Regions from separate parts of the Rattus norvegicus genome. Here region 2 is linked to region 1. The links are chromatin contacts, called in public Hi-C maps. All regions are on one chromosome and are shown on one strand. Each heading gives the region's core, a stretch centred on a gene start, on an enhancer-like site or on the middle of the called end of the contact. The rest is flanking DNA. Distances are from core to core; before and after follow the strand shown. Region 1 holds the start of Mogs (mannosyl-oligosaccharide glucosidase). Region 2 holds the start of Mob1a (MOB kinase activator 1A).

Region 1 (3,798 bases), core at 726-3,225:
CAGCTGGCAAAACCACATTTCAGCTAGAGCATGAGGCAAACCATAGCTGCTATGGTCAGTCTAAAGCAGCCCATATCCCTATACCTGGCATTAAAAGGAAAACACATTCTTTTTTTTTTTTTTTTTCGGAGCTGGGGACCGAACCCAGGGCCTTGTGCTTGCTAGGCAAGCGCTCTACTGCTGAGCTAAATCTCCAACCCCAGGAAAGCACATTCTTATAACATTTCTATGTACTTTTTAAAAGAAACCAAAAATCCAAAGTTCTCAAAAGTGTTACTACAGTACCTGCCTAGCATGCAGAAGTTCCCAGGTTCCTTTCTGGCACTCTAAGTGAACAAGTTGAGTGAGTGGGTGAATGAACGAGCCTGGGCTGTAGCTGTTGGCAGAGAGCTTGGCTAGCACTGAATACACTAATAGTGGCATGTGTACTTGTAACCCAGCACTGGGAAGGCAGAGGCTGGAGGGTCAGAAGTTCAAAGTCATTTTTTGGCTACACAGCAATTTCCAGGCCAGTCAGGGATATAGACTATCTTAAATGTAAAAATCAATAAATAAAATTACAGGCTAAGTTACAGGCAGACTTGTCTGAAGATATAGGACTGCTTAAAGAAACAGACCCTACCTAGGCTTCCTTGCGAGTCCACTCCAAGAAGAATGGAAGTTGGGGTGTGAATAGTGATACAGCTTAATTCATATACACTTGGGTTTTGGGGTTTTTTTTGTTTTTTTCTTTTCTTTTTTTCGGAGCTGGGGACCGAACCCAGGCCTTGCGCTTGCTAGGCAAGCGCTCTACTACTGAGCTAAATCCCCAACCCCTACACTTGGGTTTTATAAGCTAGCCCTGGGAAGCTCTGTGGCTTGGATCCAGTTACTTACATTTCCTAGGCCACGATTTTCTGCTACCAGATTAGATCTGGGCAGTGATGTGTACAAGTAGCTTCTGACACCCTGGAGGCTGAGGCTATCATAAACCTTGGGGACAGTCTGGGCATATAAATACAACCAACGCGGCTTTATATAGCAAGTTGGAGGAAAATCTAAACAATCACATCCCCCAAAGAGGGGAAAACTGGCTTTAGTATGATCATTTTTTTAGAAAAATACTTTTAAGTGTATGGACGAAAGTGCAGGGTCAAAAAAGGCCTTTAGATCATCCGGATGTATCTGTAAGATGCCATTTTGGTGCTAGGAACTGAACTCATATCCTCGGCAAGAGCAGCAAATATGTTAACCGTCAAGTCATGTCTCCTGCTTCATTCCTTATTCGTACTTTTTTCTTTTTTTAAAGCATGGTCTCACTGTGTAACCCAGGGCGGCCTCAAATTCACGGAGATCCTCCTGCCTCTGCCTCCTGAGTACTAGGATTAATGCTGAGAGCCACCACGCCTGGATGTTATTTTTTTTAACAGGATGGAGGGAGGTGGGGAGGGAGGGAGAAGGGGAGGAGGGAGGGGGGAGGGAGAGAAAGTAGGTGAGGTGCGCACAATCTACAGCATAAGCGTGGAAGTCAGATGGTGTATGCTTATATGTAGGCCAGAGGTGAAGGACATCTTGTGGAAGTCTGTTCTCTTCCTTCCAAGACGTGGGTACGGGGATCAAACTTAAGTCGTCAGCCTTACGAGCGAGCGCCATTACGGCTGAGCCATCTCTCCAGGCCATGATCAGTAGTAAAACAAAACAAAACAAAACAAAACAAAACAAAACAAAACAAAACAAAACAAAACAAAACAAAACAGAAGGGACTCAGAATGCAATTGCTTCTCTCTCCTTCCCCTTGAACTTACACCCACTGACGCATTTCACCGATTGTGTCCTGTACTCAATATTGAGTACAACCAGCCACAGCGCTTCCGGGTTTCGGGGCCGGACCTGACGTGTAGGGCGGGATTTCCGGCAGGGGCGGGGCGCTCAGGGAGGCGCGGGGCGAAGGCTCAGTTCGCTGACCGCACGGTGGCAGCCGGTGCGCGTGCTGGCTGCCCGCATGGCCCGGGGCGAGAGGCGACGGCGCGCTGCGGCCGCAGAGGGGGCGCGGCCGCTGGAGAGGGCGCGGGGTGCGGGCCGGCGGGATGGCAGAGCCGGCGGGGCGCGCGGCTCGGCGGGCGGCGCGGCCCTGGCCGTGGTGGTTTTGGCGCTGGCCTTCGGCCTGTCGGGGCGCTGGGTGCTGGCGTGGCTCCGTGTGCGCCGCGCGCTCACACTGCACCCCGCTCCGTCAGCGCTACCGCCGGACTCCTCCAGTCCTGCCGTGGCCCCGGAACTCTTCTGGGGTACCTATCGCCCACACGTCTATTTCGGCATGAAGACTCGCAGCCCCAAACCACTGCTCACGGGTAACCCTGGGGCGGGTGAGTGGGGAGGACTCAACAGTCTTCGCAGAGTTAATACAGTATATATTAACTTACGTGGCCATTCTACTTCCCAGGACTGATGTGGGCGCAGCAAGGCGCCACCCCGGGGACCCCTCCTAAGCTCAGGCACACATGCGAACAAGGAGACGGCGTGGGTCCCTATGGCTGGGAGTTCCATGATGGACTCTCCTTTGGTCGGCAACATATCTATGATGGGGCCTTAAGGCTCACCACTGAGTTCGTCAAGAGATCTGGGGGTCATCACGGAGGGGATTGGAGCTGGAGAGTGACCGTAGAGCCTCAGGTCAGGACACTAGGATCTTTGCTCAGCCCAGATGTCCCCCATCCTCCCCTCCCAGCAGCAAATGCAGTATGTAATGGAGGTTGACAGCAGTGACACTAGGCTGGCTGACAATCTCTGCTATTTCCTTGTTTGTAAAACAGTGACACCTAACTCAAAAGATTAAATGAAACGGGTTGGGGATTTAGCTCAGCGGTAGAGTGCTTGCCTAGCGAGCACAAGGCCCTGGGTTTGGTCCCCAGCTCCGAAAAACAGAAAAAAGAAAAAAAAAAGATTAAATGAAACAATCCATGTGTAATTCTAAAACATCCGTCATTTTCCAGAGGAACCCTGTTCAGACGCAGTCCACTGGGTGGGTCTGCTTATCCTCAGTATTGACAGATGTATGTTTGCCACAGTTCTTGTAATTCCTGCTAAAACTGATTCTCAAAAGGATGTTTTTCTGATGCTTTGTTGTGTTCCTTGGTCACCTAGGCCTCAGGTACACCTTCCTTCCCTTTGGTGTCCCTGTTCTTCTACGTGGTAACAGATGGGCAAGAGGTCCTACTACCAGAGGTTGGAGCCAAAGGACAGTTGAAGTTCATCAGTGGGCACACCAGTGAACTTGGTGACTTCCGCCTCACACTTCTGCCACCAACCACTCCAGGAGACACTGTCCCTAAGCATGGCAGGTAACTGGAGGATTGGTGCAGGGGTGCTTGGGATATTGACTTAGCCTGGTCTCTAGGACCCCTCCCTCCGCACCTTTCCAACCACTGGGACTGGTAAGACATCCCTTTCATAAATAACATTCCTTATTTGTCTTCTTGCCTCCAAGCTACAATGTCTTCTGGTCCTCCAACCCAGGGCTGCCTCTGCTCACAGACATGGTAAAGAGCCACCTAAACAGCTGGTTTCATCACCGGCCCCCAGGAGCCTCTCCGGAACGATACCTTGGCTTGCCTGGATCTCTTAAGTGGGAAGAGAGAGGCCCTAGTGGGCAAGGGCAGTTCTTGGTCCAGCAGGTGACACTGAAAGCCCCTTTCTCTGTGGAGTTTGTGTTTGAATCTGGCAGTGCCAGGACAGGAAGAGACCAAGCCTCTGAGCAGCTGGTAGGTGGCCAACTGACCCGGGCCCTGGAGAGCCATGCTGCAGCATTCAAGGAGCGTTTTG
Region 2 (3,798 bases), core at 447-2,946, 210 kb after region 1:
AACCAAACCTGGAGTTTCTTTATTCTGCCTTTTTTTTTCTTTTAAAAGAAGATTTATCGGTCCCTAGCTCCGGAAAAAAAAAGATTTATTTTTATTTTATAAGTCTTTTGCCAGCTTACCTGCATATGGTACTGGTGCCTGTGGAGGTCAAAAGAGAGTGTTAGATCCTCTGGAAATGGAGCTACAGACAGTGTGGATGCTTGACCCTGAACTCAAGTACTATACAGGAACAGCAAGTGCTCTTAATTATTAAGCTGTCTCTCCATCCCCTCACATCATATATACATGTACACACAAATAATATAGTTTTTTTTGACAGGGTCTCTCTATGTAGTCACGGCTGCCCTAGAACATGCTATGTAGCCTAAGCTGGCCATGAACTCACAAAGACACCTGCCTCTGCCTCCGGGGCTGGAATTAAAGCTGTGTACCACCGTGCTTGGCCTGCCCTGACATAGTGATAAACACAAGGACACAGACTCCAACCTTAATAATATGGTATTTAAAAATAGGCTTACAAAAAATAAATAAATATGAGGACAAGAGGCAGAGGCAGGCAGATCTCTGTGAGTCAAGGCCAGCCTGATCTACATAATGGCCAGAAGGACTAGAGACCCTGTCTCAAAAAATCAGGAAAATGAAAGAGAAAAAAAAAAAAGAAAAAGAAAGAAAATAAAAAAAGTACATCAAGGCACATATACTCTAAATCACATACAAATCTACAGAAGGTAGTGACAAAACAAGAAAGAATAAAAAAAGCTTACTAAAGAAGATCTCCTCCCACCAGTCATGGATAAAAAGAGAACCAGCTCCTACATGTTGCTCTTACATACACACACACACACACACAAATGCAAATTTACAAAAAGTGGTTTTAAAAGTTAAAAGGAGCCAGTACAGTAGCTCAAGCCTGTAATCCCTGTACCTGGGAGGCTGAAGCAGAAGGATCAGGAACTTAAGGTCATCCTTGGCTACTTCGTGAACTTTAAACTAGCCTGGAACGCATGAGATCCTGTCTTAACAAAGGAACAACAACCACCAGAGAGAGAGAGAGAGAGAGAGAGAGAGAGAGAGAGAGAGAGAGAGAGAGAGAAATAAAAAGAAAGAAAGAAAAGAAAAGAAGAGAAAGAAAAATAAATCCAAAAGCTGAGAAAATAAAATTGATGTCATTACTGTGAAAGGTCATGTTCAAATGGTTTTAAACCACCATCAATTGAAGCGGAAAAATACTAGGTCTTTGCCACTGCGCATCCTGCACCATCATTTATTCCCACAGTTTTTTTTTTTTTCCTCTTTTCTACATTCTAACATAGTGTCACCTGGTGTCAACATATCCTCCCACAGTACATGCACATGAGCATTCTTAGAAGTTTTATAGTGTGTCTATAATGTGTGTATAGTGTGTGTGCCAAGTGTCCATCAACAGGCGATGTGGCTGGAATAGCATTCCTTTAGGAAAGATCCAAAGTCCTTCTAAATAGCAAAACAGTCACTAAGAAGCGTTGGCAGAGGTCCCTCGGCCACGGAATAGTTGACAGCAGTGCCTAGCTGGCTCCATTTCGCTCAGGGCCCACAGACTACTGATTGGCTGAGCTCAGTAAGGGGCGGGGCGAAGCTCAGCGGGACGGGGAAAAAAGCCCGGTCTCGCGAGATCCTGTTGGTTCCGCATTTCTGCTCATCGAGCTGTTGGGAGGTAGCACGGAGGACTCCGCAGTCTGTGCTGGTTCGGGGCGGCTGGAACCCAGTACGAAACCCAAGCCGTGAAGCTTCGGCAGCCCTGTTGAGCCGCGGACCGCCCTCTGCTTCCCGGTGCCCGCGGCGGCGCCGAGTCTGACGGGGCGGGGGCCACGGCCCCTCGGGCTAGCAAGGATGAGCTTCCTCTTGTAAGTGGGTCGGGCCGGGGCGTGGCGGGTGTCGGTCGGCGGGGCGGGGCAGAGGGGCCAAGTGGAGGGCGGAGCCGGACATTGGGCTATACCGGGCCTGCCGCCTGGGAAACGGCTGGGGCAAGGAAATGTGCAGTGCCTCTGACCAGACGAGGCTGAGAAGGAAAAGTGCAGATTCTCAATGGTTTTCCACAGATTTACATTTGAGAAGAGAGCTTTGCACCTTATAATGTGACTTTTCTCTTATCCCAGGTAGGGCTGGAACCTGGTCTCCTCCTGCCTCAGCTTTCTAAGGAGCCAGGATTACAGCCTAGGCCACCAGGACAGGCCTGCTTTAAATGTGTGTGGTTTTGTTTGTTTGTTTTGTTTTGAGGAAAGGTCTTGCTATGTAGCCCAGGCTGGCCTCGACCCCCACTTGCCTCTGCCTCCTGGATGTTGGGATTAAAGGTGGGCGCTTTTATCTCAGCCCACATATGAGGTTTTTTTTTTTTAGGTTCTTATTTTTTGAGAACTTAATAGATGAGTATTTTCATTTTTAATTCCTCCACTGCCCTCATCTCTCATTCAAATCCCTGTCCTCTTATCTATACTATATATTATACCCATATTATACTCCTACCTACTGAATCCAGTCAGTGGTGTCTGAACGCACTTGGGTGTAGAGCTGACCATTTGATTATGAGTAGTCTATTTGAGCTTGTCCCTGAAAAACCTGACTCTTCCTGTGGACTCTCCATAGCTCTTCAACCAGGTGAGGTAAATGTAAGTTTTTATAACTTAGACTGATTGATGCTGTTTTTCCCACCCTTTGGTGCTTCTGCAGTGAGCATCTGGTTACAGGTTTTTGGGTATGTGTGTGTGATGGTATCTCCTAGGAATTAGTGACACATGTTAGCCTTTGAGGAACTGCCAAGCATTTTACATCCCAATCTCACTGTATGAGTTTTCAAAATCCTCCAGTTCACATCCGTCTGGCAAATTGCCTCTGTTATGCCTGAGTGTGAAGTGGAATTTATTGATTTACATTCTTCCAATGATCAATAATGTTTGTGTGTGTGTGTGTGTGTGTGTGTGTGTGTGTGTGTGTGTGTGTGTATGTGTGTGTGTGTATTTTCAGGCCATTTGTGGATAAAGTCTTCCTATTTTAAAATCAGATGTTTTTTATTTTGTTAGCACCCATTAATTGTACAAATCAATGGGTTTGACTGACATTTCCATGTGTATATATGGTGCAGTGGTTGTGTCCATCTGCCTTTTTGGTTTGAGTTGTAAGAATTCTTTGTGTTTTGGATATGAGTCGCATTACATCTGTGACTTAAAAATAGTTTCTTCCATCCTCAGGATTATTTTAACTGTCTTGATGGCATCATTTGAAGAATAAATGTCTTTTTCAAAGATTTGTTTAGTTATTTAGTTGGTTTTGTTTTGTTTTTTTGTGGCATAGTTTCACTATGTAGCTCTAGCTCTGGTTGTCCTGGAATGGTGTAAACCAGGCCGACTTCCCAGAGATCTGCCTGCCTCTCCCTCCAGCGTGCTGGGGTTAAAGATGTGTGCCCAGTTTAGGATTTATTTTCACTTTATGAGCATGGATGTTTTAAATGTATGTATGTATGTATGTGTATACCATGTGCATCTAGTACCCATGAATGCCAGGAGAGAGCATCAAACCCCCTGGGACTGAAGTAGTGGATGGTTGTGAGCCACCATGTGGGTGCTGGGAACTGTATACCCTAGTCATCTGCAAGAACAGCAAGTGTTCTTAACACTGAGCCTCTCCAGCCCTTGCAACACAAACCTTAATTTGAACCTTAATATGAAGACCATATTGAATCTTTTTTTGGTAAGATTTATTTATTTATTACATATAAGTACACTGTAGTTGTCTTCAGACACTAGAAGAGGGCATCAGATCTCA

The links. Hi-C and Micro-C count contacts between places; a contact is called where the count stands out from the background.
Region 2: a Hi-C map of frontal cortex shows a contact between it and region 1, with 1.8 times the contacts expected there. The contact joins the promoter of Mob1a here to the promoter of Mogs in region 1. A contact is called at or near these places in 2 of 12 Hi-C or Micro-C datasets (frontal cortex and mammary epithelial cells).

The regions. Positions count from the first base shown.
Region 1 is chr4:117,177,360-117,181,157 of GRCr8, forward strand. Mogs (mannosyl-oligosaccharide glucosidase) reads left to right here and starts at 1,976. Exons shown (of 4, transcript NM_031749.3): 1 at 1,976-2,327; 2 at 2,420-2,649; 3 at 3,121-3,317; 4 at 3,464-3,798. The coding sequence starts at 1,982. It also overlaps the pseudogene Rpl23-ps8.
Region 2 is chr4:117,387,582-117,391,379 of GRCr8, forward strand. Mob1a (MOB kinase activator 1A) reads left to right here and starts at 1,697. Exons shown (of 6, transcript NM_001033891.1): 1 at 1,697-1,883. The coding sequence starts at 1,870.